7 separate regions of the Mus musculus genome follow, and all the other regions are linked to region 7. The links are chromatin contacts, called in public ChIA-PET, Hi-C and HiChIP or PLAC-seq maps. All regions are on one chromosome and are shown on one strand. Each heading gives the region's core, a stretch centred on a gene start, on an enhancer-like site or on the middle of the called end of the contact. The rest is flanking DNA. Distances are from core to core; before and after follow the strand shown.

Region 1 (4,231 bases), core at 1,294-3,793, 280 kb after region 7:
CACACACATACTATGGCTTGAAAATGGGTAGTAGTTTCCAAAGACCACTGTGTTAAAGGTTTAGACTCCAGGAAAGTATTATTGAGAAGTGGGGAAACTGTGAGGAGGTGAGGTTTCATAAAACCTTCGGTCCTTGGGTCACTAGAAACATGTCTTTGAAGGGGACTCTGGGACCCCAATATCTCAGTGTCTTTCAGATGTAGGAGGATGGCCTTGCCACATCTTTTCAGAGCCGCAAAGATTAAGGCCATCTGGTTCTAGGCTACCTACCACTTGTAGAGCTATAAGCAAAAATAAACCTTTCCTCTTTGTAAGTCGATTGTCTCAGGCATTTCGTTACAGTAACATGAAGCCCTCTGATATACCTACTATTCGAAGAGAGTTGAAATCTCCTGTGTAGCCTCCTTCCTCATTTATGCCTTTATATTTCCACTGCATAGGTCTCTGTCTTGTGTAAACAGTCATTTTGGAGCAAAACAAATTTCAATTTAACAAAGACTTCGTTTGTGGACATTTATTTAACTGGCTGACATTGCTTAACATTGAAGAGACTAGCCGAAAGTCAATGCCAGTCAAGGCTGGGAAGACGTTTCCCACGGTGCTCGAGTTTCGCTTCTGTTGAAATTATTAACCGACTGCTTTGGAATTTTTGAAACGTCACTTTTCTGCTAAGACCGGGTATAGATTTTTCTGAACTTCCCAAGTTCTTAGGAGAAACACTAGTATTTTTAAGTTCTTATGTAATGAATTCGATGATTTATTCACTGTAAATATCACCCTGCTCTTCGCTTCCAGGACTTCTGCTGACGGGGCGGCTGTTGCATAAGCACCCCGTAAAAAGGCCCTGTGGAAACGGGCCTGTGATAAAGAGAATGTTATTTCAGTAACTCGCTGCAGGACTCCTGGGACCAATTTATGTCTCTAGTTACATAAGCAGTCCGGTTTGCTGCGATCCTTGGACCACCACCGTGGGCACCTGGAAGGGCTGCTGTGAGCGCATAAAAGCCAGCTCAGCTGGACACCAGGCTTAGAGATGGCTGCCCACGGGGCTGGATGGAAATGTAAAGGCCAAGTGGAAATTACAAACCCAACCGTGAGAGGCAGCCAGAGGGGGCTGGGAGTGGGGACGAGGGCGCTATTTTAGGTCTAATGAGAGGAGAATTTGAAGCAGAAAGGGCAGGACACATTTGGACAGTAGGTGGCGCAATATCGTCCTCGTGTTGCTAAGAATTAGACCTGGAGGTGATGAGAGGAGTCAGGTAATCCAGGAGCAAACTCAATAGACAATTGCCGTGGAATGCATACATTTACACACACACACACACACACACACACACACACACACACACACACACACACACACACAGAGAGATATGCTTAGAAACCTGTGGATAGAAGTAACAACCCTACTGTAAAACTTGAATGCATTAATGCTCTCAGTGTAATTGTCCCCTATCCCTCCACGATGTTCCCCGGAAGTGCTCTGTCTACTCAACAATGGACCAAAGTGCTGACTGAGTGCATCACATCCCAGACACTTGCTGTTGACACAGGAGAGTCCTGTGCTCCAGGTCCTCTCTGAAGGGTGTGCCCTTTAACGGAGAGAGGACCTCATTCTTGGTGCAGCCACCATGCCATGGAAAACAGATGCCCATAGCCGGGGAAACCTGGCTGGCTTGAGGACCGCCCTGGCTTTGTTCTGGAATGGGTGGAGGTTTGCTTCAGCAAGAGTTTGGGTTCTTCTACTTGAGATGCTGGCGATACGGAAGAATCCAGAGAGGACAGAGGGAGTTTGGGAGAACAAGGCTTGCCCTTCTGGGACAGATGGCCAAAGGCCAGCCACAGCAAGGAGATTTGATCCAGTGTTAGACCTGCCGCTCAAAGGCTAAACAGAGCGTGGGACCCCTAACGGCAGAACCTGGACTAAATGGTAGGTAACCAGGCATCTTGTGAAAACGCAGAGTGGGTGAGCCAGGTAGTTCAATTTTAAACTGAAGCAAGGAGCTCAAGAACTAGACGTGTCCTCAGAGAGAAGCGAGTGTTTAGCAGTTCCTGGAGTATCTAAAGGAGGCCGATGCAGAGCAGAACAACGTGGATTATTCAAGAGATCTAGAAAAGGAAGGTGTCAGCATAGTGCCGCGTGTGTGCGTGCAGCAGCATCACCAGAGAGCTGGGCCGGCGCCACATTCTGGGCTCTTGTAACTGTATTAGCCTTGTGCACTATGCACAGAGCAGACGGAAAACTGCCCCGAGGACTTGAAATTAATCTGTGTGGAATAAACATATTACACTGGATGCTCACAGGTACACGGTCAGTTCAGATAGGTAAGGCAGGCAGTACAGAGGCCAGCAAGATCAGAACTGGGGGAGGGCATCAACAAATCCAGAAAATATGAATCCAGTGTGGGGACGCGGACCTGCCCTTCCCCTTTGCTTGTATGTCACAAAAACTGCACGTTTCCTGATCACAGAGACACCCTCTTCCGACCTCAGCTTGCGGTGAGGACGTGGACTACCACACGGTGGCGCTGCCGTCTAATCGTTTGTCTCTTAGGTCATCCCGTTTGTCGTGATGGCCACCACGTGTGCGTTGACCGCCTCTTCTTCTTGTTAGCTTACAGGCTAAACGAGATCTGGGAGCCACCATGAAAGGGAGAATTCTCCCTGATGGAGTCGCAAGATTCCGGCCCTCGTCGCAGTGACATTTTTCTCTCATTGGTATGCGTGCTCTTCAGTCCCTCGGGACATTTCAATGATAGAGGTCAGCACAATCAACAAAGTCATATACTGTCACTGCTGAGGTCAGATTCCGGGCCACGGGAAGGCCTTCGGGTCATTTTTATTTACTCTGTCTCTTTGTTAGCGCAGAATTCTGAAGCTCTTACTGAGCTGACCCTGGTTGAGAGCATCGTGGCTTGACTTCCTCTTCTGCCCAGTCTTGCAGCTGATCCTGAGGGTACTCTTTAATAAGCACACTGAAAACAAGTCTGAAGCACCGCCATTATTTGAGAGAATGAAGTCAACACTCAAAGAGAAGCGGAAACCAGAGAGAGAGAGGCTGGGCACAGTCAACCGGAGAGCCAACTCTAATGCAGGCTTCCTGTGGTTTGACTTGTAACAACCAGATGGTTCACGTTTGAAAATATTCTGTCTCCAGGCTGGTTTGAGCCGGCTCTTTAAACAGATAAGAGGCGTCTGAACACACTGTATGGGCTATTCTTAAATATTAGTTTAAAGGATCCCTCGATTTAGACAGCTTGTTGAAATTCTTGTCTGATAGCACATACAAGCTACTTGAACATTCTGCATTTTGATTTCTTTTATTTTCTTTAAACTTTTTTATTATTAATTAACTTACTCATCTGTGTTGAGCCAGGGTCTCAAGTACCCCAGGCTGGCCTTGGACTTTCTATATAGCTGAGGATGGCCTGGATCTTCGGATCCTCCTGCGTGCTGGGATTACCGGCACGTGCGACCATACCTGCTTTCTGGAGAATAGGGAATTGAGCTGTGGACTTTGCACAAATTTAGCAAGCACTCTGCCAGCTCCCCCAACCCCAACCCCAACCCCTCACCCCAGCCTTGCTTGGTTTCTTCAGTGCTGAATTAACACTAGCAAGGACCTACTTCATGGCACTATTGGACGAATTAGATGAAGAAATACACGCAGGTTGCCTGGAACAGGGCTGGACACATTAGGAACCTCTTCAAGTTATTGGCTCCAGGTTCAGGTCACCCGTTACCTGGGACTTTCTAAGAAATACCTTTGCTGCTCTGAGGATTGGTAAAATCATGGCAAAAGATGACCAAGAACTCGTCTGGAGTTCCAGGAGGCGAATGCCTAAGGGAGCGAACTCAGTAGCAAGACCGAGGGACTCTGGCACAGGGGGGAGCCTAGGTCTCCTCAAGCTGTCCTTGGGCGGTGCTGCCAGCACCATATGCAAACAAGGTTCTGTCTTCACCAAAGCTGACTCTCCCCACCCTCACCCCCAAGTAGTACATTTCTGCAACATTGGCTAAACAAAAAAGGGCAACGAGAATGCACCTGCCAACCGCTAGCCTGAGGTTTCCGTTGAGCAGCGTTTATGGGGCAGTATATTATAGAGCAGGATTTTTTAATAAGCTATTTTTAAATAATAAATGAATATAGATTGTATAAAATCCCGTTGATGAGGTTGCTGTGAGGACAGCAGTCCTCCAAACCCCCCACCCCCTTAGGTTCTACGCCAAC
Region 2 (3,822 bases), core at 1,224-3,723, 330 kb before region 7:
TATATGTGTGTGTGTGTGTTGTATATATATAAAATGTGTGTGTATATAACTATATATGTTGTATATATATAGTATATATGTGTTGTATATACATATATATAGTAGATATATAGTGTGTATATATATATAGTTTGATATATAGTATATATATATAGTTTGGTATATATTATATATGCACATATATATATAACATATATGTATTATATAATATATTAATATGTACATGCAAATGTATATATTTCAATTTCTATAATATTTATCTGGGTTTTTTTTACACAAGCTTTATATAAATTTGTATTGCTTAGTTTTCTGCTAGATGTAATAAAATCCTTGCCAAAATCAACTTAAGGAAGGATGGGTTTACTTTGGCTCATAGTTTGAGGGTAGAGTGCATTGTGGGAAGGAGGTCACAGCGGTGGCTGAGGCCACTGGTCACACTGGGTCTTCAGTCAGAAGTCAGAGAGGTGGGGGCTGACACCCAGTGGTCCTTCTTTCCCTCAGTCTGGGACCCCAGCCTATGGGACAGTGACATCCACATTTGGGGCAAGTCTTCCTTACTCTGTTAAAACTTCCTGAAAACACCTTCATGTGTTTCCAAGGTGACTGTACACCCCCTCAAGTGACAATGTGGTCCTCTTAGCTTATTTTAATCTAGAAGAATTTTCTGACATTTTATTTATTTATTTATTTATTTATTTATTTATTTATTTATTTATTTTTAATCATGACAATCTTTGAAAACAACACACCAGTAAAAAGAAATCCTCAATTCTGGACCATTTGGTTTTTACCCCAAGGCATCATTTAACCTGTTTTTCTAGTTTGAGTGTGCGGTTAAAAGACAAGCCTGATTAGACTCAGGCTGAGTTTGTCAGGAGCCCTGAGTGAAAGCATATAGCCCATTGAAAGAGTTTAATAGAAGGAAGTTAAATGAAGAGGCTGTTTTCCAGATGTGTGGGCGGGCATAGGGAGTAACACCCATGGGGGCTGTCTGCGTCCCTGTCCTCAGGACTGAGCTGATGAATAAAGCTCTATGGGAGTTGTAGTTTTGAAAGAGATCCCCACAGTGAATCCCCAATCTAAAAGTAACACAGCAGCCATTGCCTAGCGTGCACATAGGGAGAGTGTAAGGCAGTGGAGCCTAGACACCATACCACTCCTCTACCCTGGGCAAACCCCCTACACACACACATACACACACACACACACACACACACACACACACACACACACACACAAGACCATAGTTGATAGGGAAAGTCTACAGCATCCAGGGCTAAACCAAGACAGACACCAATGTGTTGATAAGGGTAAATGGAGGAAAACACACAGCTCAAACATTTTGGCCTAGGATGCTTATAAGATACAAACAACCGTGGAATGGAAATATTTGAAAGAAATTATACTGACCAGGTTCAGCATAATTTTTTCCTTTATATCACTCCCCCAAACTATCTGCATAACAACAATTTACAGTGTGCTCCCTATTATACTTAATTAGGGGACGATTTAAACTATACATGAGAATGTGCAGGCACTATACGGAAACATCGGTTTATATAAGAGTTTTGAGCATGCATAGGTTTGGAAGATCATAAGGAGTCCTGGGACTATTCCTTACAAATGCCGAAGGCAGCTTCATTCTCCAAGATCTTAGTTCAAAGGTCACATACAAGAAACATCCAATAAATATTTGCTGTGTTAGCAGGTGGGGTGGTCCACACCTTTAATCCCAGCATGCTTAAGGCAGAGGCACGCAGAGGCAGGCAGAGGCAGAGGCAGACAGAGGCAGGGGCAGGCAGAGGCACGCAGAGGCAGACAGAGGCAGAGGCAGGCAGAGGCAGGCAGGGGCAGGCAGAGGCAAGCAGGGGCAGGCAGGGGCAGGCAGAGGCAGTCAGAGGCAGGCAGGGGCAGACAGAGGCAGGCAGAGCTCTGTGAGTTCCAGGACAGCCTCTGGTCTTTAGAGCAAGTTCCAAGACAGAGCTACACAGAGAAGCACTGTCCACATAAATAAATAAACAAACAGACAAATAAATAAAAATATGCTGTATTGAGCTCCTCTGTGGAAGATCCCCAAGCTGAACCTAACAAGCTCTCACTGTTTCAGAAAGTCCCCCACCAGGCCCCCAGCCATTCCCCTCCTAGTTAAAGAAGACATTCAGTCACTCAGCCATCTTTCACACAATGTATTCTTTTTGGAAGCCTGGGGCTTGCATTATTTCTAACTATGAAAACATACCCGGGGTCATATAATACAACCACTTCAATCACCCTGCAATGTTTCAGCTTGCTTGGAAGGTGGCTTCTGATTTCCAAATAACAATTTGCCTTTAAATAGAATAGATTAGTTTTTAAACCGGGCATCTAAAGTGTTCGGCATTTGCATGTAAAAGTGTCATTAGGTTGAAGTGAGAGTGATGCTCAGTGCTTCACAAAGGAAGTGATTGAAAAACCTTCTCTGTGGGCTGTAAAGAAAAAAGACTGAGGTGTACTGAGACTCTCAGCCCCCCTCCCTGTCCCAGCCAGAGGCAAATGGATACATTGTTATATAAAACCTGGAGGCTCCCTTTGGCTGGAAGATCTTAATTGAGCTATGTAAATTTACCAGTCCCACCTGTCTTGTGACTAAGCTAAATTGGTTTGCATCTAAACCTCATTATCCACACATAGGAACTTCAGTATGGCTTGGCAATATAGACATCTGTTGGACTGCATTTTCTTGTCAGTAAGACTAGAAAGCTGAATTGATTAATATCTATAGTTACCAAGCACTCTAACTCCATAAATCTTTTGGGACTCTATAATGGATCAGATATACTTCCTATGATACTGACTGAAAATATCCTAAATATATATTATATGTAAATGCATATAAATACATATAACATATGTAAATAAATATCATATATATGATATTTACATATATGATATGTACATACCCTAAATCTGAGCGAAAGATAATTTGTTATCTAAAGAACATGTTTAGCTTTATTCAATACCTTTAGATTCCCAACAAAAATATTACAGCGGGGGGGGGGGGTTGCAGGGGGGGTTGCAGGGGGGGGGAACTACCAGACATACTGAAATTTTCAGTGGATTCAATTCCTAGTTCTGCCAACTACAAACTGTATGAAGTTGGTCAATTTACCTACCCTTAGCACAATAGGCAGAATGTCTCTGATGCCAGACCTTACCAGTCGAAGGCTGCCCAGTGTGTGGTGGTGTTTGAAAGTGGGGGTCTCTGGAAGGTGACAAGTTCCTGAGAACGAACAAACAAACCAAAACAACCATGATCCCTAGAAGGCCTGTGTCACCAGAAGTGTCACAGTCTCTGGCTTTATTACTGGAATAAGTGAGCTCTCTTTAGTCTCTGTGTAGCCAAGTGAGATCAAGTTCCAGGGTGGCACCCATTTCGGTGAGTCCTGTATTCAATTTGGCCTGCAGTGTGGCTGGGGTGAGCGAGGCCTCTCTGTTACCCGCCCGGCTAGAATGGAACAGAGTGGCAAGCAATTCCCCCAAAGGAAAATAAATATTCCTGTCGCTGCCAAAAGATACTGAACAGATAGAGGACTGCCAAAAATCACAACAAAATTTTCCACTAAACACCCCGTGCTTTTTGTATTTTGGCATCGAGGAAAGGTTTGAGAGATGAAAGTATGTGCGGAAAGCTTTAAACGCACTGCGCGTGCCTGCAGTTTCAGTTCTCGGCAGGTAGACGCAGGACAGGCCTGGGACTAAGGAGGCGTGGGCTTCGATCCCAGCAGCTCTGAGGCTGGCTAAGCTGCTAAATTTTCATTGGCCACACCCGGCTGCCCAAAGGGC
Region 3 (3,859 bases), core at 1,047-3,546, 310 kb after region 7:
CCACTTCTGTATACATTTAACACTTGTCACCAAAAAAATTGAAGCATATTAATTTTTTTTGAGTCAGGTTCTCATATAGCTTTGTAAACCAGGCCAGCCTTGAGAGATCCACTTGCCTCTGTCTCCCAAGTGTTAGGCTCAAAGGTGTGAGCCACCACACCAGGCTCTCTATAAAATGTCTTAAGCTCCATTTATTCAAATTAAGATAAAGAATTGAGATTCATGCTACCAAATTTATGCAAAACTCTGGTAGAGTACTCCGTGGTGCCAGGGACCCAAGTTCCTTCTACCTGTGCAGTTCCAAGTACCAGATGGCTCGTACTTTTTTTAAAAAATGTTTTTAGATTGATTTATTTTATGTTCATGAGTGTTTTGTCTACATATATGTACCACGTGCATGCCTGGTGCCCAAGGAAGTCAGAAGAGGGCATCAGATCCCCTGGAACTGGGGCTATAGATGGTTGTGAGCCACCGCGTGGGTGCTGAAAACTAAACCCAAGTCCTCTGCAAAAGCAAGAAGAAGATGGTTCACATTTTGACCAGAATGAAGACAGGGAGAAAAAAATACTATTGCCTTTTAAGAATGCCACCCCAAAGTCATGAACATGAGTTCAACTCAGAAATTAATCACATAGTTGCAAGCAAAGCTATTCTTTGCCCACAATGATGCAGCAAGCTATGTTTTGTTTTGTTTTGTTTTGTTTTGTTTTGTTTTGTTTTGTTTTGTTTTGTTTTGTTTTGTTTTAAAGATGGAGTGTTGTGTTTTATAAAAAAGAAAAAGAAGCCAGGGGTATGTTTGGTGGAGGCACAGTACGGTGTAGGGGAAGGGGTGCCTCTGCGGGCCCACCATGCTGAGACATCCCCCCCACCCCCCCCCAGGGACCAGCAATAGGACAGATATAGTATGGAATAGAGTTTGTTTAGGGCATGGGGAGGGGATAGGAGAGAGAGAGAGAGAGAGAGAGAGAGAGAGAGAGGGGAAGAAGGAAGAAGAAGAAGAGGAGGAGGAGGAGAAGGAGGGAAGGGGAAGGAGAAGGAGGAGGAAGGAAGAAGGAGGAGGAGAAGGAGGAGGGGGAGGAGGAGGAGGAGGAGGAGGAGGAGGAGAGGCTTAGAGGCCGGTCATGAGCACATTGGAGAGAGGAGGGAGGGGAATGGGGAGAGAAGGGACAGAAAGGGAAGAGGGTAAAAAGGCAAGAGAAGAGAGAGGGGGGAGGGGGTAAGCAGCCCCTTTTATAGTGATCCCAATACACCTGGGTGTTGCCAGGTAACTATGGGGCAGAGCCTAGACAAAATGCCAACCTGGAGTATCACTATGCTGCCCAGGCTGGTTCAGACTTACAGGGCTCAAGTGATCCTCTGACCTCAGCGAGGAGTCCAAGTGTAACTGCAGGCATAAACCACAGTACCTGCTTTTTTGAAGAAAGGGACAGTGAGTGCTAACTGACAGTTCCTGGCTCAGTTTGTGATTCTCTTCGCCCGAATATCCATTTCTTCCCATATCTTTTTCCTTTTTGTGGGCAACAATAATCAAATCTCATCCAGTTTCTGAATCCAGACCATAGCTTTTGGTTGTTAAAACAGGGTCTTATACTGCCTCTGCTAGCTTTATGCTCACTTTATGCCCAGGTAGGCCTTTAATTCACCATGCTGCTGTGGCAGTGTCCCTAGAGCTGGGATTGGAGGCATATGCCACAATATCTGCAGGTTTCCGTCTTCCCACCCAGTTATGTGTCACTTGACACAAGCTAGAGAGGAGGGAGCCTCGACTGAGAAAGTGTCTTTGCAAGATCAGGCTATAGGCATGAGGCATTTTCTTAATTAGTGATTCCTGGGGAAGACTCACCCCATTGTGGGTGTTTCTATCCCTGGGCTGGTGGTCCTTGATTCTCTAAGAGAACAGGCTGAGCAAGCCACAGGGTGTGAGGCAGAAAGCAGCACCCCTCCGTGGCCTCTGCATCAGCTCCTGCCTCCAGTTTCCTGCCCTGTTTTCCTTCGGTGATGTACAGAGAGACATAGAAACTTAAACCAAGTAAGTCCTTTATTCCCCATGCTTCTTTGGCCATGGTGTTTTATCACAGCAGTAGCGACACTAAGACAGCATCTTAAATATACCCTATACGTTCACGGAGCCTTTTGTCCCCTGAGCGGCAGTGTTCAGTGGGACCTGTGGGCAGGGAGCACACCCTAAGGACTGAAACATCATCAATGATTGGTCCAATGATGGGTTCATGGATTAGCGAAGCCCGATCTCATGGGGGAGGAGAGGCAGGAAGTGTAGGAGGCGAGGCCCACTTAGAGAATACTATGGTTTCCTGTTTCCGCATCAACCCGCCCTTCCTTCTCTGCTGCCCTGCTACCACGAGCTACATGGTTTTGCTCCACGATGCTCCTGGTTGTGCAGCTCTGCCTCCTCACAGGCCAAAAAGCAGCCGAACCAGCGTGCCATGGACTGAAAGTTCTGGAAACACGAGCCAAATATGCCCTTTCTCCTTTACATGGGTTTACTCTTAGGGGTTGTGTCGCAGCCACGAGAAGTAAGCACATTATGTCTGTTTTCCTTATAAGGTCCACATGATTCCTCAGCCTCCAGCCAATTTCCCTAAGTTAAAAAGGAGAAATAGGAAGAAAAAAAAATTTTTTAAGGTAAGTTTCAGTGTGTGACCTAGGCTTATCTCAAACTTCTGGGCCCAAACAATCCACCATTCAGTCCTTCCACCTCAGCCTATTGGGTAGCTAGAACTAGAAGCAGGCGCCAGAGAAGCCTTCCGTGAGTGGTGAAGTTCTGGGCTGGAGAGATGGCTCAGCGGTTAAGAGCCCTGACTGCTCTTCCAGAGGTCCTGAGTTCAAATCCCAGCAACCACGTGGTGGCTTACAACCATCTGTAATGGGATCTGATGCTCTCTTCTGGTGTGTCCGAAGACAGCTACAGTGTACACACATATATTAAATAAATTAATAATAATAGTAATAATAATAATACTAATAATAGTGGTGAAGTCCTGAACCAACGTCACAGCCATGTCTAGAACCAACTACTCAGGCCCACCAGACCCACAGGCATGGCAAAGCCCTGCCCTCACACCCAGGGTAAGGTTGAGAGGGATGTCAAACCCTTCCTTTGGTCCAAGTTCAAATGGTAACAATGTATCCAACAATTGTTAACAAACCATGGATCATGTGTTTGAAAAAACTAGCTTCCTTCTTTCAGCGGTTTTCAGCCTGAGACTTGTTCCCATGCAGAAGCAAGCTAACTTTTCCGGTCTGTGCTGGCCACCATAAAAGCATCGAGGTTCCAGGTTGTTGCGTAGTAGGGTGTCACTCCATCAGAGTGTGCACACCCACGTGGTCCCGCATGTGTCTGGGTGTCTTTTCTTTCTTTATCCCCCCCCCCGCCCCCCCCCCCACACCCAGTCAGATTTCCCAGCGCAAGTTGTGTGGGAAGTGCGACACCATAGAGCTTAGCTTCTGCTGCTGCTGCTGCTGCTGCTGCTGCTGCTGCTGCTGCTGCTGCTGCTGCTGCTGCTGCTGCTGCAGCTAGTACTGCTTACTGTTTAGAAGAAGACTACGAAGTGCAGAGCAGCCTCTGATTTGTTACAGTCCTCAAATCCCACGGTGTAATTGCTGCAACGACAACGAAGTCTGCTCTGGTAGTGGAGTACATTTCTGTTATCCCACCTGGAATGTCACACAGACTAATTTCCGTTCAGTTTAACTCTTTCTGGTTGTGTCCAGTGAGACAGACGCACTCCCACAACCGGCTGAGTTTGAGGCTTCTTTTCGAACACCTTTAGATCTATTGTATCTGCCAACTGTCTCATTTCCTACTGTATACAGATGCGCTCCAGGACAGGGCTCCACC
Region 4 (3,871 bases), core at 189-2,688, 300 kb before region 7:
AAAGGTGTGCACCACCATGCCCGGCTCAAATCCAGTTTTAAAAGCAAATCTTTTTCTCTTAATAATCTTTAAGATGTGTCCTAGAACCAAATGTTGCAGCAACCCAAGATGCTAATTACCCATTAATGTCTTTAAACAGCATTTTTTTGTGGCCTTGCAGAAAACCCAACGTTTAAATCTGTGACAATGAACACAGTAGGTTAGGGCTTCCGTAACACCCCCGACGCAGAAGAAATACACCACGCAAATGAAGAGCAAACCTGACACAGGCAACAATGGTTCATTTCGGTATGGAAAGCCCTGGCAGGGACTTCTACAGAAACGCAAGCCTTCAGCATCCCCTAGGAGCCTTTATTCACTGCCAGGAAAAGCTGGGACAGGAGACTTCACTTCTCTGAGGATGGGGGTGGGGCTTTACCTCACTTTCCTTATTCAAGGGCCTTCCTCTGCCCCCTGCCCAGCAGTAATGGAATGAGCAACCCAAATAATGTGCACACTAATTAAATCTTCTATAGAGGTGGGAGGGAAAGAGTCTGGCAAGAGGCCAAGTCGTTTTAATATTTCCTGGGGGAGAAGAGATAAGAACTTAGTCAATCTAATCGAAAGAAAAAGAGACAGAGAGACAGAGAGACAGAGAGACAGAGACAGAAAGAAAGGATGGAAAGAAAGAAAACAAAAGTGAAAGAAAAAAAAAGAAAAAAGTCTATTCCTTCAAGACTCAAGCACCCCAGTTGTAATTGATTGATACCATTTAGAGGTAATCTAGCAGCACTGAATAATTTATTTTAAAATAACAGATGTGGAAACATGAAGCTACACTAGCCACTGTCCAGCAGCACATGTACTCATGATGAATACCATGCCAAGATCAAGCCTTCGTCTTTGTTTTAAAGATTTCCAGACACCTCGTTTTAGTAGTTAAATTTAGGAAGGCAGTAATTTCGAGCCAATGGGTGAGACTGGATTATAAATCTTCATTCCATGAATACAGGCCAATCTTACTGGGCACCGTGCAGGGACGTCAGAAAGACAGTAGAGGATGGAGAAACAGGCCCGCCCTTCACCACAGGCTTGCTTCCGTCAGATCCTTCCTGGTGATAAAACACCTGAAATACATCAACCTATAGAGACAAAAGACTTAGTGTGTTCATGGTTTGGAGGGGCTGACTCATGGTCTCTGGATTATAGTTTGATCAGTGAATAATTGAGTCTGGTACCTATCTGCCAGGACTCCAATATCTGCCCTGTGGAAAGTGAGAGACCCAGCACTGCCTGTGTCCTGCCCACAGCTGGGACCTTTCTGAGTCCTTTGCATAGCGTCTGCTGTGAGGCAAGATTTCTGGTCCACATTTCTGCCAGTGTTGACCTCACTGTCTACTCTCCTATCACCGTAGTGAGACAGACGCCGTGTCAGGGAGTACAGCTGCTGCCTCCTGTGCCCAGGAAGCAGAGTAAAAGGAAGAGGCTGGAGGCCCAGCAGTCTCTTCAAGGAGAAACCACCAACTACATACCTTCCTTCCGCTAGTCCCCACCTCTTAAAGGTCCCACCACCACGACCACGAATAACAACAATATTCCCAAAGCAGTATGACTGGCAGCCAAGCCTTTAACGAAAGCCCCTCTGAGGAATATTTAAGATCTGAATATAATAAGCGAGGAAGACCAACAATAAGTACCAAATAAATAGAAGAAATAAATTCAATGATCAGAGGCAGTGATAAATCTACTCTCATCTCACATTACAGCTCCGTGAACCACTTATAACATCTACGAACTCTCGATTTCAGCTACTGTTAAGACAATAAGGTTGGGTTTTTTCCTCAATGTGGTAAAAGTCATGTGTCTCCATAAAGAATGATTTAACACAGTATTCTAATTTCTCCCACTAAAAGAACCTATATTACTCACCATAGCCTATTAAAGTATTAGATTGGTATTTGTTCTATCAACATATTTAAAGTCCTATAAATAATTTACAACTTTAAAATACAAAGCTTTACAAATAGCCTGGCACTCCCTTCCTCACCACTAATGAACACTCCTTTTCTTGCTAGTACATCTAACACCTGTTCTTTCTAGTTTCTAGTACAAACAAGGCACCAGCCATGTAATACTTCTGTCAGGGTGGGACAGATTATAATAGAGATGAACATTTTCAGGGGTTTAGCATCATGGCCTTCATAGAATACACATGTCCATGATGAAGTTGGCCAAGCAAACTCACTGAACTGCTATTAGTATAAAAACAAAGCACATACAGCTATGTACAGACTATACTCGATAATATCAATAAAGGACTCACTGGGCATGCTAGTACATGCCTGGTGTCCAAGCACTTGGGAGGCAGAAGCAGGAAGATCAGGAGTTCAATGACAACCTCAGCTACAGAACAAGTTTGAGACCAGCCTGAGATCCAAGTCATTCTTGAGTGTGGTGTGTGTGTGTGTGTGTGTGTGTGTGTGTGTGTGTGTGTGTGTGTTTGATTTAATCTCATGCTATTTTCCCCCACCGTGGCAATAGGCAATATCACATACACACATGCACACACACATGCATACACATATACACAAGTGTGTACACATATATACGCACACATATACACATATACACATACATACATACATACATACACACATACATACATACACACATATACATACATACATACACATACATATACACACACATACATGCATACATACACACACATACATATACACAACATACAAACACATGCATACACACACACACGCCTAGGGATATAGTGGACCATGCCATCTAGATGTATGACATATATTCTCACAGACACAAGCTTGCTTAGTGATATATTTCACATAAACTATCTCCAATGTTTAATATCGTGACTGTAGAATATGGGATCAAGTCTCTGTTCTACCTCGGATAGTTTCAACCATCGCCTACTAGCAGAGGAGCAGGCAACAGAGACAAAGCGTGGTCCCATCAGCTTCCTCTCCTGGAGCCTTTTGGAATGGCTGCCCTGCTCACCCCTCAAACTCTACATATTCCTTTCACTCCCTGAGGAATGGCTACCACTTCCCAGCACTTCCCTGTGAACCATCCCCTCCAGAAAAGCTTGTTCTGCAAACCGGAGCCCAAGTTTCCCGTGCATAATTTGTCAGTGATTGATGCCAGCAAGGATATTACCATTTTAATAAGGTCTATAAGAACTGAGAGTCTAAGAATAGGTCTCCAGGCCTTGTGACTGACAGGATACATGGACCAGCCCGAAGAGCTCCTGACCACTGATTTGCAGCCTTCCGGTCCAGGACCCAGGTGCCACACGGAGCCGGAAGCTGCAGAGGGTATCTTGCCTAACATTAGCTCCATGATACAATATAAGGCAGTGCTGTTTTCAACGTTGCTACCGGGAACATTGCGTTCCCTTTGGGGTTCTTAGTCTCATTAATAAAAGGCTTTAAAAACAGACCCAGAAGGGAGCTCAAGGACCGTTTTATTAGCTCTTGAAAGAAAAACAGCAGTGGGGGCAAGCTGTAAGAAGGGGAGGTATGGAAATGGGAATGGTATTCCTTTAGAGACAGGGCTCAAGAAAACCAGGATGCTCGGTGATGGAGGCCAGCTGCAGGACGGGAGGAGGTGTCAAAGCCCAGAGTGTTAGGGAAGGTGTGACCTAGGCCAGGAGAGCACACAGTAGGGCCCTAGGCCAGGAGAGCACACAGTAGGGCTACTGAAAAGATTCAGAAACAGGAGGAATAGCACGTGCTTTGAATTTAGAACTCAAAAATGGAGCGGACTCAGCAGGGAAGATCTACAAAACTGCTACCCTGAGGGAGGGGCTTCTGGGAGGTATAAGTGCGTGATCTCATTAAGGGGATAATTATTCCTCCTGTCC
Region 5 (3,882 bases), core at 1,206-3,705, 390 kb before region 7:
CCTCCTCCATCTCCTTTTCACCCTTTTCTCCTCTTCTTCCTCCTCCTCCTTTTCCTCCTCCTTCTCTTCCTCCTCCATCCTCCTCCATCTCCTTTTCACCCTTTTCTCCTCTTCTTCCTCCTCCTCCTTTTCCTCCTCCTTCTCTTCCTCCTCCATCCTCCTCCATCCTCCTCCATCCACCACCATCTCCTCCTTTGCCTTTTCCTCCTCTTCCTCCTTCTTTTTCTCCTCCATCCTCCTCCTTCTTCTTTTCTTCCTCCTGTGCTTCCTCTTCCTCCTCTTCTTCCTCCTCTTTCTCTCCTCTCTTCCTCCTCCCACAACTTCTCCTCCCTTTTCTCTTCCTCTTCCTCTCTGCCTCCTTCTCTTCCTCCTGCTCTTTCTTATCTTCCTCCTCTTCCTTCTCCTTCTTTTCTCCTCCTCCCCCTCCCTCTTCCCCTCCCCCTCCTCCTCCTCCTCTTCTTCTTCCTCCTCCTCCTCCTCCTCCCAGGTTGATTGGGCTTCCTATGCCCTTTCCCTGGGGTGCCCTCCCCCAGATAGTCATGTGATTCTAGCCCTCTCTCCCTTCCAGGTCTCAGCTCAAGTGCTTCCTTCCAAGGAGGCTCTTCCTAACCCTGTGGTGCGCCCTTCCTGCCCTGCCAGCCACCTGTACTGTGTGTTACATTGTTTACTGCCCTCCTCTTTCCATGGAAATGGCCTTTATATGAGGGCAGGGATTGTGGTTCCTTCACTCCAGCACCTCAAGTGGTTCCCCGGGGGAAAGGGGGAACACAGAAGAAGGAGGAAAAGGGATGAGTAAATCTATCTGGTATCTGTGGCTCAAAGCAATTTCTTTCATTTCTTTCTTTCTTTCTTTCTTTCTTTCTTTCTTTCTTTCTTTCTTTCTTTCTTTCTTTCTTTCTTTCTTTTTTCTTGTTAGTTTGTTGGGGTTTTTGCTGCTGTTGTTGGTTTTTTGGTTTGCTTTGGTTTTGATCTTTATTTCAGACAGATGAAGCAAAGCTACCTGCTAAGAGAAAAACATTAAAATAAGCTGCAGAATTTCAATATTATTAACTCATTTTCTTAAAATATGTTGGGGCAGGGAGATGGCTTGGCAGGTATTGCCACCAAACCTGGTGACCGGAGTTAGATAGCTGGAGCACCGTGTATGGTAGGAGAGAAGTGACTCCTACAAGTTGTCTTCTGATCACCACACAGGGTCTGTGACACCCACTCTCTTTCTCACAAACACAATAATTAATGGAAAAAATAATCAAAGCAAAAGTATACTTTGATTAATGAATACCATCTATGCTCTAACATCGTAAATGCTATAATTACCTACATCACACATATAATAACTTATAATGTACATACATTATAATTATAAATATTTTAAGTTGCATTATAAAGTCTCTAGAAAATAGACACCAAGTTATTGGAGGGTGGTAGTGACCTGACAGGACGGGAGGAAGCTAACTTTTACTTCCCGTGACTCAGCGTTTTCAGTCCGCTAAATGGGACACATTTATAACAACAGTACATTGCTTTATGATTTAAAAAGCACCAGGCCTGGTGGTGTTATGCCTTTAATCCCAGCAGAGCAGGAAGAGGCAGAATTCAAGGCCAGCCTCATCTGCGTAGTGAGTTCCAGGACAGTCAGTGCTAGGGCACAAGACCTTATCAGAAAAACAAAATGAACGAACAAACGAAAAACTGGACAACAGCGTGTTCTCTACTGAACTTTTTCCATTTTCGTTTCACTCCTCACAGAATGCTTTCCTTTGGATTTGGAACCTGGGTCGTCTGAGGGTCTTTTCTTCTCGAGAATCATTCTTGGTTCTCACAGAACCCGTCTCAGACGTGTGTGCTGTTTAGACAACTCTTGAATTGCATTTTTAAGGTTTTTGTCGTTGTTGTTGTTGTTCCAACTGATGGTTATGAAATAAGTTGTGAAATAAGAAATAGCTCATAAAAGACGGTCACAGTCCCCATTTGGGGGGCATCTATCTGTATGTCCCACACATTCTTAAGATTCCTATCTCCTGGGCATCTGTGATTTCCACATCGCAGCCTAACAGCATGATGCAATTGTCCCTTGTCACCAACAGAGATGCTGTGTCCTCCCACAATTTCACAACAGTCTTTCCCCTTCTGCTGGGCTCACGCCCAGCAAGGCTGTATGAAGGAATCTCAGGAGCTGAAATGACTCCGCCCTGTGAGGAAAGGACGCAGGATGCAGGGCCTGCCGCCCCTGTGCCCTGGCCCGTGTTTGTTGTTCTATTGGGCAATGTGGACAGCGGTTCACAAGGCAACACAGCCTCCACCCCTAGCAAGTGAGCAGAGCGCCTGGCTGGCGGAGGAGAGATGCTCCGCTTCTCTGTGACCACGCCCTTTCTTAGGCTGGGCGGCGCAGGAAGCCGACCGAGAGGGAGGAAGCTTTGAGCTGTGGGAACCTCAGCGTGTGGGCTGACAAAGATCTGCTCCACCCCTCACCCTGGAGACTGGCTCAGACCATGCCTTTCTCCCTCCTCAGCAACCCCCCTGCTTACACAGACGACTGACATGGTTCCATAATGTAATCAAGTCATGCAAGTGGAAATAAAGTAGAAACGAGACGGCATATCCTCCCCCCAACCCCCGCACAATTTTGAATGGTGATAGTGACAACCAGATAAAACCAGATACATGGTTTCAACTGATTGCTGGCGGGGGGGGGGGGGGGGGGTGGTGCGGGGTGCGGGGGGGGGGGTACCATCCTGCCAGAAACTTCTCCTTCTGAGGCAATTTAAAAGCATGTATCAAAAGCCTTAAAGGTTGTCTTGTCTACACTTGGGGAATTTAGCCTGAAGAAACACCAGGTGTGTCTATAGAATGTTGTTCTCATGGTCATTTATAAAGATAGAATACTTGTGGTGGCACACGCCTTTAATACCAGCACTCGGGAGGTAGAGGCAGGTAGATTTCTGAGTTCAAGGCTAGCCTGGTCTACAAAGTGAGTTCCAGGACGGCCAGGGCTATACAGAGAAACCCTGTCTCGAAAACACTGAGAGAGAGAGAGAGAGAGAGAGAGAGAGAGAATGAATACTTGGTTGTCATTCAGAATAGTATCTCAGAAGGACATTTTTTTCAAAAGAGCCAGACTTGGGCTACTGCATGAGCCCAAGACTAGCTGAACAGCAGAGACACTGCCTCAGAATAAAAATTTAGGAGATAGCTCAATAATAGATCACTCGTCTACCATGTGCAAGGCTCTAGCTTTGATTCTCAGTACCCACCCCCAAAAACAGTATTCCTGGTAAGGCCCGTTGCATCATCTGTAATATTAATATATATATTTATGTGAGGATATATCTATATATCCTCACATAAAATATGTATGTGTGCATACATAAAATATACTATGTGTATATGTGTACAAAGATAGGGGGAAGCACTTCCTTTCTCATGGGAGGGGGACACTCTTCTCTTGTCTGCTACTTCGAGCACTGTCCTTGGGTCTCAGCCTGGCTCCTGGCTACTCTTGGTTCCCAGGCTGTAACTTCCTCTCCTCAAATAGTCTCTGTCCTTGAGGCATCTCCTCGTCCACCCTTAACTCACTACATTTACCTCATCTCCTGTGTGGCTTTACTGTGCTGATGGTCCTTTGATAAAATATCTGTCTCCATTCTCCTCCCCCAGGCCTTTAGTGTATATCCAAGTATCTCCTAGAAATGCTCACCCCGGTATGATACCTTTACTTAGCCTCTCATAACAGAATCTAACTTCCTCTACCTCCCCTGCCCCAACACGCACAAACACCACACCCCTGCTTCTTCCTCATCACACCCAACCTCAGTAAAGGGGCTACCATTTCACCAGGCAGAGGGCCAGAAGACAGGACAGCCATCTCTTCATGTCTTCCTT
Region 6 (3,778 bases), core at 138-2,637, 410 kb before region 7:
CCCAGGGAGTGGCACTATTAGGAGGTTTGGCCTTTTTGGAGTAGATGTGTCAAAGTCACTGAGGGGTTTTAAGACCCTCATCCTAGCTGCCTGGAAGTCAGTCTTCCACTAGCAGCCTTCAGACGAAGATGTAGAACTTCACCATGCCTGCCTGGATGCTGCCATGCTCCCACTTTGATAATAGGATTGAACCTCTGAACCTATAAGCTGCCCCAATTAAATGTTGTCCTTATAAGAGTTGCCTTGGTCACAGCAGAGAAACCCTAAGACAGAGATTGCATTAAGATGCAATTTGTCCTTCCTGTATATCTCCGATGCTAAACAAATCACCCACACACACCCTTGTCCCCAGCTTGTAAATGAAGTCATTGGGATTACTCTGAGCCAGCCAGGCTGCGATGAGATTAGTAACCCTTCGAATTGGCAACCATCCTGCCCGAGAAGGCACGCGTGAGATGTGTCTCACTCTGCAGTGTTCATATCCTCATTGCTTCATTGCTCATCAGGAACAGTTTGGAATATGTACAAATCAGTCTCCATGGTAACCAATGTCCTTATTGAGTCAGATGTCACCCCCCCCACCACCAAGTGGCAGCCCGTCCACACCTACCTGAACCCCGAGTCCTCACTCATCGGTAGCAAATGTGGGGATCTAACTCCTGCATTGCTGCCTGAGCTGCCCATTTTGGAACCCAAGGTTACAGCCCAAAGGCTGGACTCCTCACACTCGTCACCTCCTGCCTGTGAAACAGAGACTATAGGCCCTGTCAGTGAGTCACACAGCTCTGTCATTTTCCTGTCACCCAAGTAGGAATTAGTATCTCCTGACTTTTGCTAGGCAAGATGGGAAAGCAGAGACTCCCTATCTTAGAAAACCGTGCCCAGGGGAAGACCAGCCCTCTGGGAGTCTGCCTTGCTTGCTTCTTGCTTCATGGAGGCCTGGAAACCCTAGTTTCAAAGTCTTGAACAATGGTTATCTTTGCTAACTGTAGGGATTCTCTTAAAATGAAGGGAGAAATTAAGAAACATTGTTACTTTAAAAATATTATTCCTGAGTCATCGGTATTTGAATGTTTTTGTAGGTTCGGATAGATTCCATATGGGTGGAAGGCTGGAGACTTGATTTTGAAAGGCAAACAGGATGCTTTAAACAGGAGGCAACTATGTATCATGCTACAACATCTCCCTGTGAAGGGATGTTGGAGCTGACTCGCACATTCTAGACCGGCCTCTAGCATTTATACTGCCTCAACAGACCCTACAGTCTCCATCGCCCCAGAAGAGACTCAAAACGGCACACACACTCTGCAGGCAGATGTCAGGGTAAGCCCAACAGCCACAGGAAACAGACGCGCATTACAAAAGAGGCTCCCCAGAGACAGGTGTGCGCTAGTGTAACCATGGTTTTTAATCTCTGCAAATGCACTCTCTGTACCTGCGCGCAGCTTGTACAGTACGTTCAAAAGAAACGCGCTAATAGCCAACAGATGGTCCCTCTCTGGCGCTTTCTTATCACGTAGCTTTGACTTTGCAGCTTTCCAGAATAGAGTGAAGCTGATGTGTCAGCTTGATTTATACATCCCATAATGAACCTCATCAAATACCGCTACCAATCATTTACGTCATACTCTAAACCTGGACTGGCTAGCTCTCCAGAACAGAGTGTACCTGATGTTTAAGCCTAGGAACTTGATACACGCAGCATCATGAACCTTGTGAAATATTACTATCAATCATTTACGTCGTAATGGACACCCGGACTGGCCATGGTACAGGGATGGCGTGTTTGTTTGTTTAACACTCTGAAAGCTTCGCGTATTTCTTTTCTCTCAGTCCTGGGGATTAGCAACACAGCAACCATTTCCTTTCGATGGCTGCCGTCAAGATAACCATCCCTGCCTGATTTCTTTGGAACGGCTTTCCCACGCTGAGGCGGAATCCTATCTTTTATTTATCTTAGAGAAATCGGAAAGACGCTGTCTACCTCTGGTCTGACACTGGTGTGGTCTCTGTCATAAAAACCAATAGTCAAGTTCAACCCAGGGACCAGGAATTGTTAAAGGTAATCATTGCCGTCCTCCTGGGTCTTTGACTGTCCAAGTGTTTGCTCCACAAGACAGGCAGGAACCAAGATGTAATCAAGACTCTGGCTGGTCCCAGAGGACCGAACTGCGTGTGAGTCATCTTCCTTTGTTACACAACCAACACAGACACAAAGGGACCCAGCAACATTTCGTCTCCTGAAGTGTAGCCTTTCATTAAATTACCGTACGGCACAACTGTGTTTCTACTCTCGGATTTTACAGAGCGGGCGTAGCTCAGGGGGATTGAACAAGTCTCAGAAAGCAACCAACATACAGAGCTGCCCCCATGTAGAGCTCAGAACCTCTTAAGGAAGTGAAGTGGGCAGAATTATCCTCATGAGGGACCTGCCTGGGAAACTGGAGCTGATGGAACCCAAACAGCACCGTGGTTCCAAGTAATGACACCACCTTTTGTTCTCGGGCTCTTTTTCCTACCTAAATCCTGTCACCTGCTTCTTCCCTAGGGAGTGAGCTAATCGGTGGCTGTTACCTCTCTCAATGGGTCCATCTGGTTCACTGAAATCTATCTCACCTGGAATAGCAAAACAAAAGATGGTAAGACAAGCATGAGTCAGTCTCATTTCTATGTCTATCACCCTCGATTTATGAAAGAATCCATTAGCTTCCCATTCACGGAAGGTGTCAACTATAAGGCAACAGGGCTTCCAGAACATTCTAATAAGACCTAAATTGAGCTGGTATTTATCCAGCTCATTTCAGGTTAAACATATAAGGTCCTAGTCTTCCTCCCTCTCCCCCACCCCCATGTGTGTGTGTGTGTGTGTGTGTGTCTGTCTGTCTGTCTGTCTGCCTCTGTCTCTGTGTGTCTCTGTCTCTCTGTGTGTGTCTCTGTGTCTCTGTCTCTTTCTGTGTCTCTCTGTGTGTGTCTGTCTGTCTATCTCTCTGTTTCTGTCTCTCTCTGTCTCTCTCTGTCTCTGTCTCTCTCTCTCTCTCAAGATCTCAATTAGCTGAGAATGACAGAGGGTAATATTGAGCATAATGATTCTCCAGCCTCTATCTCCAGAGCGTTGGGATTACTGGTGTGCACCACCATGCCCTAGTTATTGTTTTTATTTTTTTGATTTGAGACAGGCCCCACACTTTGTAGCCCAAGCTAGCCCAGAACTCTGGGTGACCCTTCAGAGTGCTAGAATTATAAGTGTGCGCTACTACACTTCACTAAGCATAACTCTTTCATTGGTAAAGCCCTTCAGGGAGGTAGTGTTAGAAGCTGTCCCAAAGCCCACCATGAAGAGGGGTGGGTGATGGGAGCCCAGTGTGAGATCACAGAAGTAGGACTTCCAGGTTCAACGCTGGCACCAGGTGCTTGGAACAGGAACGGAGAGCATCGACCCCAGTAACTCAGCATTTAGGCGGGCAGGTGTAGACAAGTGAAAAATCCTAAGTAGCTTATAAAAATCCCCTCTTCCACCACTACCCTCAAAACCAAAATGCTTGGTCTTCCTCTCTTAAGTATCCTCCTTTCTTATGCTTCATAACCTGAAGGGAGTAGAAATCATTTAGCCACATGGGAAGCAATAATGCATCACCATAATGAAGTAGGGGTGGAGAGAGCTTCCCTTTTTCTCATAGATTCCTGCTGAGTCTTTCAAGGGGCAAGAGGGTTGTGGCATTCTCTCAGATCTTTAGCTGGGAGTCAGATCAGTGGTGTTCTGCCTCCACTGATCTGTAGT
Region 7 (3,839 bases), core at 667-3,166:
TCTTCACCTCCAAAGTGCTGGGATTACACAAGTGCAGCATCATTCCCACAGGTGCTGGGGAGGGAACCCAGGGCTTTAAGCTAAGAGTGCATGCCTGCTTGCCTTTTGCCCTGTCCTCCCATCCCCCCATCCTGCTCATGCCCCAATCCCATGAAACTGCACACAAGCCCAATTGGGCTACTTCATCTCCCAAGGCTTGGGTTCTGTGAGACAGGTTCTCTGTGTGCAGCCCTGGCTGATCTGCAGCTCACTGTGTGGACTCGTGGACACACTATCTTGAACTCACTTGTCTCTTCGTCTCTACTGCAGGGGTCAAAGGTCTATGCCACCATGCCTGGCTGAAGGTTATTAAATTTAAAATGAATATTCACTCCATTCCTAAGGGGAGAAAGGTTTCTGAAAAGTCCTTAATCACGAACTGTTGGGGAAATGAAGGCTGTCAGTAAGAAGTGGCAAGCCCCAAAGAACGAAATTACCTTTCTCCTTTAGGTAGGTTATCAATGTTACTCAAATTAGCTTTAAATTGCTCAACTCAAGCTATCCTCCTGCCTCAGCTTCCTGATTATCTTTGACTGTGCAAATGTGCCACCACCCCTGGTTTTAAGTCCTTTAAGATCTGGGGCTTTTGCTTTGGGGACCGAGGACTGAACAATGCAGGACCTTCTCGGTGCCACACACCCTCCGTTCTTAGATGTACCTTAAAAGGTGGACCCAGACGGCTGTTGCTCTGTACCTGGGATTACACGCACACCATTATATCTGGCCTTATCAATGCTTTTCTTTGACCTGCGTCCACACTGCCTAAAGCAGCGTCCAGGCCAAACTCCTATACCTTATAATGCTATCTTGGGCCCTCAAGATGACTAACAATTAGAAAGTTTGTAAACACTGGAGTGTATGTGTTGAAAAGGCCAGGCTGATTTCATGACAAGTTTCAAACTGGCAGTTAAGGGGACTAGGCCTAAATCTCTGTTTCCAAGAACTGGGCAATTCCGGGCAAGTCCGGGCCTCAGAAGCTGCCCCGCCTGAGGCAAGGACAATGGGTCAGCAGCAGTTTCCAGACTTTCTCAGCCAAAAGTTTCCAGCCCTCTCACCCCGGGAATGGAATGTCCCTAAAGATGGACCCAATAGATTAACATAGAGGTCACCTATCCCAGAATTCGCTAATATGCTTTATGTCAGGTCTGCAAACTCACTTGGGTGTCTCTATCTTAGTAATGGGGAGAGGAGACACCAGAATGCTGACTTCTGCAGATTAAAACATTCTTTGCGTTTACATACTATGAGCCCAAGGTGTCATGGACCCTAACAGTCTTTGAATTTTTTTTTTTAATTTTAACTTTAATTATGTGTATGTCTGTGCACACAGGTGCGGTTGCTCATGGAGACCAGAAGAGTGTGTTGAGTACCCTGCAATGACAGAATTTGTGTGGCGTGAGTGACTGAAAACCTAAAAAGGAGCTGTATGCACTCTTGACCATGGAGCTATTCATTTTTTATTCATTATTATTTATTCACTTTCCACCCCGCTCTCCGTTCCCTTCTGGGACACCCCCTTCTCACAATTTCCTCCCCGTCCCACTCCACCCTCTCTCACCTTGCCTATTTTTAAAGTCTTAAAAAAAAATCACTCATTTGTATACAACTTCAGCTGCTGGCGGGATGGATTTAAAAATACTACCCAGCTGTTAGTCTTGCTTTTCTTTTGGTAGCAGCAGCAGTCGGATAGGAACTTGCCTAGCGACCATTGCGGTTTCGAGCGGTAAACACAACCGCGCGGCCCCTCCCCACCTCCTGCGCGCTCCGGCACCGGGCGGCCGCTAAGCCCCGCCCCCCGCCTCCTATTGGTCCAGGAGGCGGCGTCGGGCGTGCGCGCGCGCACGCCCCGATGCCCGGATGGCCCGTGGCTTCCGGCGTTCTCTCCGCGGACGGTAGGGGGCGCTCGTCACAGAACTCTGCTTTGTTAACGGGGCCTCCGGGGCCAGCGTAGCCTAGGAGCGGCCGGTGAGGAGCCGCCGCCTTCTCGTCGCTCGAGCTCTGGAGCGACCATGGTCGCTCAGGCCCCGGCCGCGGGGCCTCCGCGCTCCCCGTGAAGGGTCGGAAGATGCGCGGGAAGTAGCAGGTACCCGCTCCGTGGGCGGCGGAGAGTCCCGATCATTCCCTCTTTTCCGCGCCCTCCGGGGCCTACTCGTAACCCGGGCCGGCTCGTGGGGTCGCGGGGCACGAGGCTGGGCGACCGTTTGCCCGCGCTGGGCCCTGATGTCATTCTGCGGCCGGGGGTGTGCGTGTGGGTGGGAGTGGGGGGTGGGGTGGGAGATGGCGCGGTTAGCACGGCGCATGCGCGGGAGGGGACGGAGGGAGGGGGAGGAGGGAAGAGCGGGGGTCTCCCAGCAGGCCCCGCGCGCGGGGGGCCCGCTCCGGGGTCGCGCTGGGCTCGTTGCTGGGGTCCAGGAGGTGACAGGTGCCTGGTCCCGGACTCGCCGGGATGCGGCTTCCGGGACGGGTGGGACTGGGCTGGGCCGAGTTGACTCAGCTCTTCCTGTGGGGCTGGTCAAGTTGGGACACGTCCGGCGTCGGCTGTCGGAGGAGCTAAGTCCTGACATGTCTCCAGCTGGGGTTATTTAAACGCTGCCCCGTTTCCGCAGCCGTCTGCTGGGCGAGCGGGAGACCGACCGGACACCCCTGGGGGACCCTCTCGGATCACCGCGCTTCTCCTGCGGGCCTCCAGGTAAGGGACAGCTCGCCGACGTCGTTTTGCATTTGAGAGCTATTGCCGAAAGACGTTTTCTGTCTCCTTCGTAAATGCATGTATCTATTTGTCCCTTTTCGTAGATGTTTTATAATTTCAAGTTTTTATCGTGTGTGTTGTTGTTTTTTTTCTACTTGTAGGCCAATGTGCAATACCAACATGTCTGTGTCTACCGAGGGTGCTGCAAGCACCTCACAGATTCCAGCTTCGGAACAAGAGACTCTGGTTGGTATTTCTGCCTCGAGTGTGTAAATATAGCTTGTTTTACCAGGTAATCGAGGAAACAAAATTGAAACCTGGATTATCGCACAGTCGTTTTAAGTATTTACCTACAAACTCTTAACTTTCTCGATTGCAATTGCATTAGAGAGTGGTCACTGCGACCTATATTTCCACAGCCCTTCCCCTGACGCAGGCTTTAGAAGTGCACAGTGTGTGGGTGCTGCTGGTTGTGACATGATGTTCTATCACTGTTCTAAATGGTAAACCGAAAGTCATAGAAGCATCCGTGCTTTTTGTGAGGATTTTAGTTATGAGAGGAATGCATAAAATATATAAAGTTCCAGTCTTTGCTCTGTATCTCTTTAAGTTTTCTACTTTATATTAGCATATAAAGGTGTTCTACAGCTTGTCAGTAAGTTACAAAATTACTTTTAATAGCTGCATAGGATTTGATAATGCGATTGAACCTCAGCCTTTAGAATGTGTGTGTATGCAAGTACTGTACTACTGAGCTGAGCGACAGTCTCAGGCTCACGACTACTGGGGGATGTAAAAGTTGCCCATGTGTTTGAGTAAAGTAAGGGTGAGGAAGATAGGGAACTAGAATCCTACGTCCTGGTAACCACATTTGATTGCAGACTGCTCACTCTGCTCAGCAGAGGTCATGGCCGTCTTCGATCCTGCCAGCACGAATATTGCCAGCCCTCGTTTTCCCTTTCTGATGTAATTTCATACATATTTGTGGAGAATACATGTATGCAAGTTAAGTCAGTTCCTACGGTTACTGCTCTGTGGAGTAAAATGTATTGTTTCAGTGGGCATGTCCCAGATCTCCAGTTAAACAGCCTGTTTGTTCTGGGTTTGCCAA

What was found. A called contact is a pair of places that touch in the nucleus more often than the background predicts. ChIA-PET counts read pairs in DNA pulled down with a chosen protein or histone mark. HiChIP or PLAC-seq counts read pairs in DNA pulled down with a chosen protein or histone mark.
Region 1: a contact with region 7 is called in a Hi-C map of B cells, with 45 read pairs. The contact joins the enhancer-like site here to the promoter of Mdm2 in region 7. A contact is called at or near these places in 2 of 39 promoter capture datasets (frontonasal cranial neural crest and maxillary cranial neural crest), 1 of 15 datasets of contacts at CTCF or cohesin (the NIH/3T3 cell line), 2 of 484 Hi-C or Micro-C datasets (B cells and natural killer cells), 12 of 115 datasets of contacts at active chromatin or transcription factors (astrocytes, craniofacial prominence, effector CD8 T cells and 9 more) and 2 of 9 other capture datasets (liver and pancreatic islet).
Region 2: an H3K27ac HiChIP or PLAC-seq map of embryonic stem cells shows a contact between it and region 7, with 4 times the contacts expected there. The contact joins the enhancer-like site here to the promoter of Mdm2 in region 7. A contact is called at or near these places in 1 of 39 promoter capture datasets (the HPC-7 cell line), 9 of 115 datasets of contacts at active chromatin or transcription factors (embryonic stem cells, large pre-B cells, memory CD8 T cells and 1 more) and 4 of 9 other capture datasets (adipose tissue, embryonic stem cells, liver and 1 more).
Region 3: a contact with region 7 is called in an RNA polymerase II ChIA-PET map of memory CD8 T cells, with 36 read pairs. The contact joins the enhancer-like site here to the promoter of Mdm2 in region 7. A contact is called at or near these places in 1 of 39 promoter capture datasets (embryonic stem cells), 1 of 484 Hi-C or Micro-C datasets (B cells) and 7 of 115 datasets of contacts at active chromatin or transcription factors (craniofacial prominence, embryonic forebrain, embryonic limb bud and 4 more).
Region 4: an RNA polymerase II ChIA-PET map of effector CD8 T cells shows a contact between it and region 7, with 27 read pairs. The contact joins the enhancer-like site here to the promoter of Mdm2 in region 7. A contact is called at or near these places in 5 of 39 promoter capture datasets (the C10 cell line, embryonic stem cells, pre-B cells and 1 more), 1 of 484 Hi-C or Micro-C datasets (embryonic stem cells), 5 of 115 datasets of contacts at active chromatin or transcription factors (effector CD8 T cells and embryonic stem cells) and 2 of 9 other capture datasets (adipose tissue and embryonic stem cells).
Region 5: an RNA polymerase II ChIA-PET map of memory CD8 T cells shows a contact between it and region 7, with 132 read pairs. The contact joins the enhancer-like site here to the promoter of Mdm2 in region 7. A contact is called at or near these places in 5 of 39 promoter capture datasets (the C10 cell line, the HPC-7 cell line, hippocampal neurons and 2 more), 1 of 484 Hi-C or Micro-C datasets (adipose-derived mesenchymal stem cells), 13 of 115 datasets of contacts at active chromatin or transcription factors (T-cell acute lymphoblastic leukemia, astrocytes, bone marrow-derived dendritic cells and 8 more) and 3 of 9 other capture datasets (adipose tissue, embryonic stem cells and liver).
Region 6: a contact with region 7 is called in an H3K4me3 HiChIP or PLAC-seq map of embryonic limb bud, with 3 times the contacts expected there. The contact joins the enhancer-like site here to the promoter of Mdm2 in region 7. A contact is called at or near these places in 3 of 39 promoter capture datasets (the C10 cell line, the HPC-7 cell line and embryonic stem cells), 1 of 15 datasets of contacts at CTCF or cohesin (the NIH/3T3 cell line), 8 of 115 datasets of contacts at active chromatin or transcription factors (the NIH/3T3 cell line, astrocytes, bone marrow-derived dendritic cells and 5 more) and 3 of 9 other capture datasets (adipose tissue, liver and pancreatic islet).

Annotation. Positions count from the first base shown.
Region 1 is chr10:117,433,878-117,438,108 of GRCm38.p6, reverse strand. No RefSeq gene overlaps it. Among named protein-coding and RNA genes, the nearest start is that of Gm32141, 11 kb to the left of the region's middle. Within about 2 kb of position 2,543, at least 152 of the 459 cell types and tissues checked have an H3K27ac peak or open chromatin away from gene starts, as enhancers often do. A contact at or near this core is called in B cells, effector CD8 T cells, liver and 2 more, where this site is marked.
Region 2 is chr10:118,043,657-118,047,478 of GRCm38.p6, reverse strand. All of the region lies in intron 1 of Gm32663 (a long non-coding RNA gene), which reads right to left. Among named protein-coding and RNA genes, the nearest start is that of Gm32663, 32 kb to the right of the region's middle. Within about 2 kb of position 2,473, at least 22 of the 459 cell types and tissues checked have an H3K27ac peak or open chromatin away from gene starts, as enhancers often do. A contact at or near this core is called in embryonic stem cells, where this site is marked.
Region 3 is chr10:117,396,753-117,400,611 of GRCm38.p6, reverse strand. No RefSeq gene overlaps it. Among named protein-coding and RNA genes, the nearest start is that of Gm40770, 16 kb to the left of the region's middle. Within about 2 kb of position 2,296, at least 33 of the 459 cell types and tissues checked have an H3K27ac peak or open chromatin away from gene starts, as enhancers often do. A contact at or near this core is called in B cells and memory CD8 T cells, where this site is marked.
Region 4 is chr10:118,004,573-118,008,443 of GRCm38.p6, reverse strand. No RefSeq gene overlaps it. Among named protein-coding and RNA genes, the nearest start is that of Gm32663, 6.6 kb to the left of the region's middle. Within about 2 kb of position 1,438, at least 55 of the 459 cell types and tissues checked have an H3K27ac peak or open chromatin away from gene starts, as enhancers often do. A contact at or near this core is called in effector CD8 T cells, where this site is marked.
Region 5 is chr10:118,101,819-118,105,700 of GRCm38.p6, reverse strand. No RefSeq gene overlaps it. Among named protein-coding and RNA genes, the nearest start is that of Mdm1, 38 kb to the left of the region's middle. Within about 2 kb of position 2,455, at least 340 of the 459 cell types and tissues checked have an H3K27ac peak or open chromatin away from gene starts, as enhancers often do. A contact at or near this core is called in the HPC-7 cell line, T-cell acute lymphoblastic leukemia, adipose tissue and 9 more, where this site is marked.
Region 6 is chr10:118,119,675-118,123,452 of GRCm38.p6, reverse strand. No RefSeq gene overlaps it. Among named protein-coding and RNA genes, the nearest start is that of Mdm1, 20 kb to the left of the region's middle. Within about 2 kb of position 1,387, at least 121 of the 459 cell types and tissues checked have an H3K27ac peak or open chromatin away from gene starts, as enhancers often do. A contact at or near this core is called in adipose tissue, bone marrow-derived macrophages, embryonic limb bud and 1 more, where this site is marked.
Region 7 is chr10:117,708,835-117,712,673 of GRCm38.p6, reverse strand. Mdm2 (transformed mouse 3T3 cell double minute 2) reads left to right here and starts at 1,916. Exons shown (of 12, transcript NM_010786.4): 1 at 1,916-2,122; 2 at 2,646-2,728; 3 at 2,890-2,974. The coding sequence starts at 2,894.